Linked DNA regions of Mus musculus: region 2 is linked to region 1. Evidence: chromatin contacts called from public HiChIP or PLAC-seq data. All regions are on one chromosome and are shown on one strand. Each heading gives the region's core, a stretch centred on a gene start, on an enhancer-like site or on the middle of the called end of the contact. The rest is flanking DNA. Distances are from core to core; before and after follow the strand shown. Region 1 holds the start of Epn3 (epsin 3). Region 2 holds the start of Xylt2 (xylosyltransferase II).

What was found. HiChIP or PLAC-seq counts read pairs in DNA pulled down with a chosen protein or histone mark.
Region 2: a contact with region 1 is called in a FOXA1 HiChIP or PLAC-seq map of pancreatic cancer cells. The contact joins the promoter of Xylt2 here to the promoter of Epn3 in region 1. A contact is called at or near these places in 1 of 115 datasets of contacts at active chromatin or transcription factors (pancreatic cancer cells) and 3 of 9 other capture datasets (adipose tissue, liver and pancreatic islet).

Annotation. Positions count from the first base shown.
Region 1 is chr11:94,496,121-94,501,915 of GRCm38.p6, reverse strand. Epn3 (epsin 3) reads left to right here and starts at 1,942. Exons shown (of 10, transcript NM_027984.3): 1 at 1,942-2,223; 2 at 5,235-5,795. The coding sequence starts at 5,374. It overlaps Gm51873 (a long non-coding RNA gene), which reads right to left and starts at 2,876. Exons shown (of 2, transcript XR_003949592.1): 1 at 1,787-2,876; 2 at 1-518. It overlaps Mycbpap (MYCBP associated protein), which reads left to right. Exons shown (of 19, transcript NM_170671.2): 19 at 396-569. The coding sequence ends at 497.
Region 2 is chr11:94,674,985-94,680,637 of GRCm38.p6, reverse strand. Xylt2 (xylosyltransferase II) reads left to right here and starts at 3,145. Exons shown (of 11, transcript NM_145828.3): 1 at 3,145-3,365. The coding sequence starts at 3,231.

The DNA of each region.
Region 1 (5,795 bases), core at 693-3,192:
CCGGTGACATCAGTGAGCTTTCTGATGGCTGACGGGGCCCAGAAAGGAATCATAGGTCCCTGGGGTCTCTGGAGTGTAAACCCCTCTTTCAGTCTATGATACTAAGAGTCGATTTTCTTAGGCTGTGTGGTCTAGCTGCAGTAGAGGGCTCAGTCTTGGAAGCTTCAGTATGTTGATCTATGATCTTACAGGAAGGAGAGTTGGCTTCCGGAAAACCAATACAGAACTGGGACTGAGCCCAGGCCCACTCCAGATCTGAAAACAATTACGTGCAGCAGGTCTCGGAGCAACTTTGGCGTTTCTCTCTCCATCTCGTCTCTCTTAGCAAGACTGATACATTGGAGCCTGCAAAACCGAGCAAACCTTGGCCTCTGATGTCTATCCCTCTCTTCCAGGTCTATGCGTTGCTGGACAACCTGGTGACAGATGTGATGGTCCTGGCTGATGAGCTCAGCTCTACAAAGAATGTTGAAGAGTCTTTACGTTTTTGCAGCTGATTCTTGGACCCAAGCTTCCTCCTGGGAAGATGGTTTGAAAAAAGTCAATAAAGAATCTTTAGGTTCCTACCATTTCCATTTCCATCGTGCCTCTGGGGATGCTGGATCTCAACGGCATCAGGCGAAGGTCTAGGACCTCCTGTATCCCACCTGCTCACATGTGCAGTTCTCAGAGCCACACACACCAGAGAGGTGATGATTAAGGGATAAGCAGAAGAGTTAGTGGGTGGTGGCAGGGCAAGGAATGAAGTCAGGTGACAGGACAAGATGGCCTTTCATAGCAGTTCCCTGCCTCAGGCCTAGACTTTCAGGGCCGTGCTTCCTGAAGCCAACTCAAGTGAGGGACTAGGGAGAGAAGCAGAGATGGCGAGACCTGACTGTCTGAAGGCTTCTACTTCAGCACCCTCCTCATCCTTCAAGATGGCAAAGATGGCACCTGTCAAGCTCTTTAAACCCGGCAGGAACTGGAGCTGAGCTCACACCCACCCCAGATCTGAAGAAACACAAAGGCATAACTCTTTGCTGTACTCCAAGAAACTCTCACAAGTACAGTTTTCCTCTTCCCATTCATTCCCTTTGGGGATCCTTGTCCTAAGCCAGAAGTTAATACTTGAGGCTCTGGTCTGCTAGATCCCTTCCTCCAGTCAACTCATCTGGCCCTGGAACCATTTTTCTGCTATGGGACACTGAAGCAGCAAGGTTGTGGGTTCAAAATCAACCTGAGCTGCATGATGACTCTGAGGCCAGCCTGCGCAATGTCGGGGTGGGGAAGGGAAGGAGGGACCACAACGTTTCAAAACAACAAAAACAGCTTGAAGAATTCCTACTCCTTCCTGGAACAAAGGAATGTGGGACTGTGTAGTAGGTGAAGGGTAACAGCTGGGAAAGCACGCACTGCCTGCTCAGATCATCCCGGGGTTTCTGTTGAAACGACTGTAAACAACTGGTTAGGCTGGGGGTCTCTGGGAGCAGTGGAGGAGTGAGGGAAGCCAGTAGCCAGGGACGCTAGAATTCATACTGAGCTCCCATATGTAAGCATGTAAGCTATGGAACGAGCTTCAGGGCAGGTAGGATCCTCCCGGGAGTTGGAAAGGCAGAGTCCTCAGGCCCCTTGGAGAGGCTGGGGAAGCCAGCTGGGAGTAGGTAAAGACCAGCCCCAGGGAATGTTCTGTCTTCTGCTTTAATGTCGTCCGGCTAGGAGGGTTAAGGCTTGGGATAGGTATTGGAGTGGCCTCCATTCCCACCCTCACCTACTTCTAGCAGAGGAGGTAGGGGAAAGGTTAACTCACTTGAAGGGTAGGAGTGGATGAACTCCAGCTCTGTAAACCTCTGGGGTCACCGGCTGACAAACAGGCCAGCCTCCTCCCCTGAAGGCACCGCCCGGCAGACAGCAGGAAGGGGTTAAACACGCCCGCCCGCCCGTCATCCTGTGTCCTGTTACTGCTGAGGCAGACCTGCCTGGCCAGCTGAACAACTTTCCTCCCGAGAGTGCTGGCCGGCAGGAGTCGAGGAGGCAGCCGCGAGAGTCTGAGCGGCCACCCGCTGGGGGGACCCTGCGGTCCTTCCGAGAGAGAGCTCTGTGCCTTTCGGTCCAAGGTAGAGCTCCCGCGACCAGGGTTTATGGTGGATGGCTCTGGGGCTGCTCCTGAAGCTGTGCCATCCCCATACAAGTCAGAGGGTCACTGCAGAGGCTGCGGGGGCTGGGGCGAGGGAGCCCACTCTGGAGGTAAGCTCCCTCCCGCGCCGCGGTGGCGCCCTGCATGAAGGCGGGGTTGGGGGGTGGGGGTGGGGGCTAGAGTGGGCTCAGGACTTAGTCTCTTTCCCAACCTCTAGAGAGTAAGGCAAGGGCTGTGGAGTACCGGGAGGCTTCTAACCTGCAACTTCTCTACCTTCCTGTTACCCCCAGAAAAGGGGCGCAGGGCCATCTGGAGATTCCTGATAGCGTTTCTCCCAGATCCTGGCACATCTCTGTATTTACACCTTTAACCTCAGAATGACCCTTTAGTCCACTGCTCCCTGGGACACAGCCAACTCAGGTCTGATGAAGCCACACAACCTAGGGCTAGGGAATATCCAGTCCCCCATTCCCTGAGCAGCAGGAAGGACACTGCCACTCCCCCATTGCTTACTCTGGAGCTGATGGGGACAGAAGATGGGGAGGGGTGCTGGCTGATGGGGTGCACACAGACTTTGTCAAATTCCCGTGCATGTGATTGGTTCTTTCCATCTCTCTGAACCTCCACCCTGGGGATGCCATCTGCTTCTTCAGTGCTGACTTTTAGGAATCTCTCCATCCCCCACTCTGGCACCCTTCTGGATTTGTGTCCTGAGAGATCCCACTGCTCCGAATCTCTTTGGGAACCTGTGTGTAGGTGGGAGTCTACACTCTAGCCCCCCCCGCCCCCCCCCCACTTCCTGACTAGCCTGTGCACTCCGCTGGAGTACCCTCCTGCCTTCTTTCCATTTCTGAAGCAGCCTCCCCAGGTCCTGGCTTCTCAATGTCCTTCCCTCCACCTGGCAGGGTCTGGCTCAAGGTCACTGCAGTAATTCCATACCGGCTGCCCAGGGCTGCCGTTGCCGCTGCCGCAGCTGGGTTTGTGTTTCACTCCCTTTTATTCCCGGGCATATTGTGTTCGATAAAACCTTCTGCTTGTAACACCGCTGGCAGGGCTCCCAGCCGCGCCCGCCTCCCGCCTTCCTTCCCTCTCAACTTCAGCTTCAGGCATGCTCTGGGACCTCACCCTGGCTTTCTTCCTCCTTACTGTGTCCCTACTGGGTGAAACACCATCAGAGTCTATGACAGGCTAGGGTGGAGGAGGCTCAGGCATCTTCTTGTGCCTCTGATCCCTTCCTTTCCCCCCAAGTCCAGCAAAGGTGTGTCCACAATGTCCACCTTGCTCCTAGGAGAAAAATCCAGGAAGGGCCATGGAGCCTACACAAAAGGTCCCTTTTCCATGGAGGCTGGCTGTATTCACCCTGGCAAAGTAGGAAGGCCTAGGAAGCCAGGCCCAGGTAGGGCTCTGGTGGAGTCAGGATGTCTGATCTGACTGGTTCTGCCAATTCCAGCGGCCAGCAGGGAGGAGCATGTACACCAACCAGGGCGGGCTTCGTGCACAATTATTCCCCGTCTTGACTCTGCTGCTGCCAGCCCGCCCTCCCACTGGGGAGGTGAGCACAGGCCTGAGTCATTAGTAAGGGGGAGGGCAGGAGTTTAACAAGTTGTGGCTGTGGCATTCCCACAGAAGGCCAGCCGGACAGAAAGACAGAAAGACGGAAGGTAGGCAACACTATGGGCCAGTGGGGATCTGATTTCCACACAATTCCATCCTTTGGCTCAAGACTGGGACCTGTGAAGACTTGTGGGTACTTTGAACTGAGCTGATCTTTCACTTGTGGGTGCTGTAAGGGCAAACTTCCTATGTCCCCCTCTCTGTTCAGGAGGCTGGGACAGCTAAGGCCCAACAGTAGGGACTGGAGGGTGATCTGGGGAAGGTATCATACCTATCTATGGCTGACAGGAGGTGGGGAGGTCATGGAGAAAGGGGAGTTTTTGCTGATCCAGCTTCTATGTGTGTGTGTGTATACAAATGTATTCATGTGTAAAACTATATTAGTGCCATGTGCTGGCAGAGGGCTCCCACTTTGGGTTTCTGGTAAGTCCCACGGGGGTGGGGGGGTATTACTCTTCTTTGGTTTCTGAGGCTGTGGAAAGACATGTGACTGATTCTCCTGAGTCGGCCTCCATTAGGCTATCAGAGGTCTTGTGTATGCCTGAGGTCTTGGTAGTTTGCTTGGACTGCCCCTGCCCTCAGGGAACTTCCATTCTGCCCGAAAAGGTGGTTCCAAGACAAGTAATTAGATGAATTAATTAGCAAACTAGGTGACAACAGCAATAAGTATTGAATTAGTCTCAAGGAGACCTAGGTGTTGTCAAGTCTCGGCCCTGCCACCTACATGGTCTGTGACATAGGCGGGTCACAGCAGCCCTGTGTGTAGGCCAGCGGGTGGTGGCTGAGTCTCTGGAGAGAAGCAGCCTTCCAGGCATGCTCCTTCCCCTGGCTGTCTGATCAGGTGACAGATTCCTGGCCTTGCTGGTCCCCTACATCTTCTTGATTTTCCCTGTTGCGCTTCCCTCGAGTGCCACCTCCTTTAGAGGTTTCCCAGTATGTCCCTTGCTTGTGCCTTCCTTATGTATCTATGTCCTTTCTCTTGGATGTGGGTGCTCTACAAGCAGATGGTGGGGGTCGGAAAGGACTCCCAGAAAATGGGTGTTGAATGAATCAAAATATGAAAGTTGGTCATCTGAGGAAAAAAAAAGGATGAAGGGCTAAATTGGTAAGGCTGCAACACACGTGGAGGGGGAGATGAGCACGAGGGGGAGGAGAGAGTGGCAGCCCTGGTGCTCATTCCATGGTCCTGGAAGCCACACATTCAGGTGGGGGGAGGAATGTGCACACTTAGCGGCTCTGTGACCTCAGAGCATCGCTGACCGATTGACTGCCCGAGTCCCACCGTCCCCATTTGTGACCAGAGAGGGATTTCAGCATCGTGGTCTGATGGTTTTCTGGAATGAGCGTGCCAAGCAAAGCGTGTCCATTGGACAGTGAGTGCAATAAGAGAAACAAGCGCTGGCCAAAAGCTGTCCCCAGTAGCAGGGACACTCTGGCCGTGCCACTCTTGACTGAGTGGACAGCAAGGAGGCCACTGTTCCTGAATTTCAGATCCTCTTTTTCACAGCCCCATGTGGAACCCAAGGACACAGCCGCCCTGCTGAAAGCAAGGCGGCCCATCCTTCAAGACCGTGACCTCGAGACGGTGGCGCTCGGCCCTCTACCTCCGACGGGGGCGGGGGCCGCCCACCTCCAAGTCCCCAACTATGACAACCTCTGCACTCCGCCGCCAGGTGAAGAACATTGTTCACAACTACTCTGAGGCCGAGATCAAGGTGCGTGAGGCCACCAGCAATGACCCCTGGGGCCCACCCAGTTCTCTCATGTCAGAGATTGCTGACCTGACCTTCAACACGGTGGCCTTTGCTGAGGTTATGGGGATGGTGTGGCGGAGGCTCAATGACAGCGGTAAGAACTGGCGACACGTATACAAGGCTCTGACACTATTGGACTACCTGCTCAAGACGGGCTCAGAACGTGTGGCCCACCAGTGCCGCGAGAACCTCTACACTATCCAGACTCTCAAGGACTTCCAGTATATTGACCGAGATGGCAAGGATCAGGGCGTCAATGTTCGTGAGAAGGTCAAACAGGTGATGGCCCTTCTCAAGGATGAGGAGCGCCTGCG
Region 2 (5,653 bases), core at 1,896-4,395, 180 kb before region 1:
TGTACCGCTCAGCTACATCCCAAGTCCACTAACAGAAATACTTAGGATTTTTTTTTTCCTGGTTTCTCAAGTAATCTCATTTCCAGGAAACTACAATAAAAGTAAAAGCATCCATCATAGGGACAGACCTGGAAACATGCTTATTACAGCCTTGTGGCACTGACAAGACCTGGGAACCTAAATAATGCCCTCCTCCTTCTCCTCCTCCTTCTTCTATCTAAAGATTATTTATTTATTTCATGTATGTGGGTACACTGTCGCTGTCTTCAGACACACCTGAAGAGGGCGTTGGATCCCCATTACAGATGGTTGTGAGCCACCATGTGGGTGCTGGGAATTGAACTGAGGGCTGAGGGCTGGAGAAATGGCTCAGCGGTTAAGAGCACTGCTGCTCTTCTAGAGGTTCTGAGTTCAATTCCCAGCAACCACATGGTGGCTCACAACCAACTGTAATGGGGATCCAATGCCCTCTTTGGGTGTGTCTGAAGACAGTGACAGTGTATTCACATACATTAAATAAATAAATAGTTATTTTTTAAAAGAGATGAATTAGTTAACCTATTCTACACAACTAGGGGGAATCTCTATGTATTTATGTTAAATAAAGAAGCAAAATGCAAAAAAAATGTTTATAATATGATAGCTTAAAAACACCCCCAACCCCCAATAAAATTATGATCCCTTCAAAGAGTAAAAATGAAACCTGTTTGTAAAATGGCACATTTGTAGTTCTGGCACTTGGGAGGTGGAGGCTGAAGAATCAAAAGTTCAACATATCCTGGGCTACATAGTTACAGGTCAGCCTGGGCTTCGTGAAACTTTGTTTCAGAGAAGATACAACAAAAACAAAGCCATGCGTGCAGGCTCACAGAGAGTCAGCATAGCATAATTTGAATGGTAATTACTCTCTGGGTTGCAAGTGATTCTTAGACAGTGAAAGCTCCTGTGACTACTGTTGCTATGATCAAGGGAAAGAAAGCTGTTTTCCTCGCTGGGGAAAAGTATCGGCAGGTAGCAGTCTCTAGGATCTGATTTAATGTACACACAGGTCGATATTTAATTAACATATCAATTGTTGGCATGTCAACTGATGTTTTTCCAAATCCTTGAAGGCTTAAATTCTCCTAAGTACCCAAAGTGTCATCTGAAACATTGTTTACAATTTCCCTTTTTAACAAGGCACAAACTGGGAGAGGCTTAGAGAAAGTTTACAGAGGTCCATCAAATGACTACACTGCTACATCATTTTCTTTGGTCTGCCCTTTAACCACTCTCCCTTTTGTCTTTAACTTCCTTGTTTATTTTTGTCTGTTTGTTTGTTTTGTTTTTGAGACAGGATTTCTCTGTTGTAGCCCCAGCTGTCCTGGAACTCACTTTGTAAGCCAGCCTTGGCTCAAACTCAGAGTTCCTCCTGCCTCTGCCTCCTAAGTGCTGGGTTATATTAAAGGCACTCACCATCATGCCGTGCTTGTTTCTAAAATTTTTGGACTTTCCTTTTCTTTGGATATAATCTCTTTTCCTAGACCTATTGATTGTGTTTTTTAAATTTTTTTCAATTTAATTTATATGATTTTTTTTCATGTATGTGTGTGTGGAGGTGGGGTCTTATGTGCAGCTGTGCATGCATATCAGAGGTCTGTTTCTCAGAGGCCACCTACTTTGTGATTTTAAGATGAACTCCAGGCTGGCTGGCCAGCCAGCCTCAAAGATACACCTATCTATCTCCCCAGTGCTGGATTTACAATAAAATACTACCACTCCAGGCTTTTTATGTAGGTGCTGGGGACTGAACTTGGGTCCTCACTGAGCCATCTCTTACAGTGGTTCCAAAATCTTCTTTATAACCTTATCACCCTTCCATTCCACGGATGTATAAATTCTTTATGATGCCTTGGGCCTGTTATCCTAGCACTCTGGAAGTGGAGGCGGGTAGATCAGAAGTTCAAGGTCAACCTCAGCTGTATTTTGCTGGCCTGGGATACACGAGACACTATCTCAGACAAACGAAGACAAACTTCTGTTTTGCACTTGGGAGGTAATGATGGGAGAGTCAAGAATTAAAAGCTACTGTAGACAATAAATACTTTACCAAGTTGGTGAGAGTCCTAGTGTAAGGCAGATCAGGCCAGGTAGCACAGCAAGGCAACTGGATCAAATAGCTCGCTTGTTTGTTTACTTAAAATGTGAAGCGTTTCTGCTGTGGGTTTTGTTGCCTCTAGTCACCTTGCTCTGGCAGGCACCTTCTTACCTCCTTCCACTGCCCACCGTGGTCTGCTGGGATCAGGTGAGGCCCCGGGTGTGTTTAGTCCTTACTGGACACGGCTCTTGAACACGCCAGAAAGCAGTATGGTCAACCAGGTGGGTTCTCTCAGCTCCCTACTCTCCTAACATTTACTGAGCTTTAAAGCTGAGGGCCAAGGCTTCAATGGCGAACGAGGCACGTTCGCAGAGAAATTACCACCAGATGCTTAAATTGTGCTAGCGAGGCACAAGCCAAGATGTCACTGATGGGGTGGAGCGAAAACAGCATATGCTAAGGTCTGGTGGGTCTCCAAGCGTGATCCCAGAGCAGCAGCAGCAGCGGAACTTGTTGAAAAATTTAATTCTCGGAGGTTCTAAACTCCAGGAGTGAGAACTGGCGCTGTTTTTTAAATCATCTTCCAGGAGATTCTGACGTAAGCTAGAAGTTGAGAGCCACAACACCAGCAGAGGCCTGAGGATGCTTGGGATGAGAGGTTGCAGAGTGGCAAGTCAATTTCGTGAAGAGCCTCAGAAGTCAGTCAAGGGCCTATGCTTTGTCTTCAGGGATGCGGCCTTCAGATTTTAGGCAGGGCAGGTGGTACTCACACGTCTTGAGAGTGCCAGCATTTCCCAGGGGTGGGGGCCAGCTGACTCCCCCTCCCCCCATGCCCTGCGACACCAGAGCGGTCAGGCCGCAGATCCTCCGCACTCCGGGACAATGCTTTTGCGGTCAGGAAATGATTCTTCCACAGGCAGACACTCATAGAGATGTGGAAAAGACCCCAAGCACAAGACTCAAACCTTGGAGACAGAAACGAGCGGACCGCCTACTGCCCCACGCCCAGCCCACGAGAGGGTGGGGCCTCGGGCCCCGCCCTTTGCCCGCCCATCTGGGCGGAGTGAGGAGGGACTCCGGGGCCCCGCGCCTGTGCGCACGCCCGCGGCCGGTTTGCAGGGCCGGACGCGCGCCCCGCGTCCCGGGCAGGAAGATGGTGGCGAGCGCGCGGGTGCAGAAGCTGGTGCGGCGCTACAAGCTGGCGATCGCCACCGCACTGGCCATCCTGCTGCTGCAGGGCCTGGTGGTGTGGAGCTTCAGCGGCCTGGAGGAGGACGAGCCGGGCGAGGTGCTCCGACGGCCGTGCGGGCGGGCAGGCCGGGCGCGGGGGCGCGCGGGGTCCTGGCGGGGCTGCGGGCGGCCCCGGCCAGGCAAGTGGGGCACGGGCCGCGTGCGAGCAAGGCGCAGGCAGCCTGCTGGAGCCCAGCCTCCGGTCCCCAACGCTCCCTTTACTGGAGGGCCTGGCTGGCTGCGTGAGGGAGCGGTGCGTGACTCGGAGGTCGAGGCGGCCGGCGAACTGGGGGGCGCGAAGGGATGAGCGGGACATGGTGGGATGGTCTCCGTCCCGGGGAACGATGAAGGTCAGGCTCGGGGATCTGGGCTGGGAGGAGCGACTGGGCCCCAGCCTGCTCGGAGGTGGGGAGCCTCAGGCCAAACTTTCTGAAGTTGGGAGGGGGCGGTGGTGTACGTGCTGTGGGCGGAAGAGTGGGGGCCAAGGGACCCTGGGCATTCGTGTTGAGCTGCGCCTGAGAAGCAGCGACTGGTGGTGAAGTGGAGCTCAGGGGGTGGAATTATGGCCTGTGACAAAGTGTATACACGGGAATAGAGTGAACAGGAGTCACCCCAAGGGAAAAAAAATACTGAAGTGTTCTCAAGGCGTGGCTTTCTCAGCCAGGGAAGAACCCTGGTGGATCTTCAGGAGGGGATGGGAATGGAAGGTGAACTGTTGAGTTGGCCTCAGGACATCAAAGGAGGAAAGAGGCATCTCTGGCTCTGGGGTAATGGAGGAGCAGCTGTGAGCTCCAGACCCTGACCCCAGGGATCTGCTTTCTCTTCACTGGTGCTTTTAGTTGCAGACTCAGACACACCCTCCTGGTTGTGTGGTTAGGAGGGGTCCAGTGGGGTCTAGGTCCGTTCTGGAAAGGTGGGGAGGGTCAGTCAAATCAAAGCCCTAAACTGTGGACAGAGATTAGGGGTTCTTGCTTCTGCCCCCCGCCCCCTTGTCCCTGTGTCTCCAAGGCTTCGGGACAGAGGCTCTCTTGTCACATCCTTTTGGGCTTTACCTGGTAGGGTGAAGAAGGCATGGAGCCTAGAAGCCTTCCCTTCCTGCACCTGGTCAGTCCCAAAGACCTGGTGTGGAGACTGGGAGAAGAGCTGCTCTTCCAGTTTTGGGGAGAATCAAGATGCTGAGGGGGTGAGGAGAGGAGGAACTTGGGACCGTCAGCGACTCCAGAAGGCGCCGAAGCCCGTCCTGGGGAAGCTGGCTGTGACTTGTGTAGGAAGAGCTTGTTCTTTGGGCAACTGGGACATCTCTGATGGTGTGGGCCGCAGAAGAGCCCTCTGACCCTCATCTATGTGAGGGGTCAGGCTGATGAGGACTCTGGGGAAGGGCATGTCAGAGAGTCTTCTCCTAAGTACATGGCCCATTGTGGCTGGTGGTTTGAGTCAATGAATGGGCTGAGCCCCTGCTGCTCTGCCCACAGCCAGGGGTGGAGAACCAGAGAGAGGTGAGGGAATTTAGAGTCTTTCCCACCCATCTGGCTGAAGAGAGGGAAGAGAATTTGGAATCTTCCTTCACTCAACACACATACAGACACACACACACATACACCACACCTGGCTGAAGCTGAGAAAGGAATCCTAGACCGGAATGGAGATAGGTCCCTAGCGGCCAAAATGTGGCGTTCTGGCAGCCACCCCAACAGATTGGAGTTGTGAAGCAGGATAGTGTAGTGCTTGTGGAGGTTAGCATGCAAATGAGACCGCTCTCTATGAGGCCTTGTCCTGGCTCTGCTATCAAGCTGACCACCTCCTGTCACTCTCCCTTTTGGGGTAGTAGTAGCACTGATTTTGTCAGATGAAACAGTACCTGTGAACACGTGCAGGACTTCTCCATACCCGCTGAGCTGTCAGGACATAACACATTGTCTTGGCCGTGTACCCTGGGACATACATTCATTCAGTCCATCGGGCAGCACACGGCTAAGTTCTCGACTATCAGGCATGGAACTCAGACTGGGAATACAGAAATCAAGAATGGATGAGGTCCTGGCCTGCAGGGCAGACTGTCTACAGGGAGAGACAGACAGAGAAGGGAAGCCTGAATAACAAGGGGGCTGGCTCAGAGCAGGAGGCTGGGAAAGGCTTCCTTCAGGAAGAGGTGGGCAGGAGAGTTTGAGCAGAAGGTTCTCAGGAGAGTGGGCTGAGCTGCGGATCCTCGGGGGAATGGATAGAGGGTGAGGCACTTTCCCCAGCCATGGCTCCATCCTGTATGGCCAAGAGACCACAGTGAGGGACTTGAGTGGGTTTTATTGTAAGTGCAGTGGGAAAGCCCCCCAGTAGGAGCCAATGAGCATT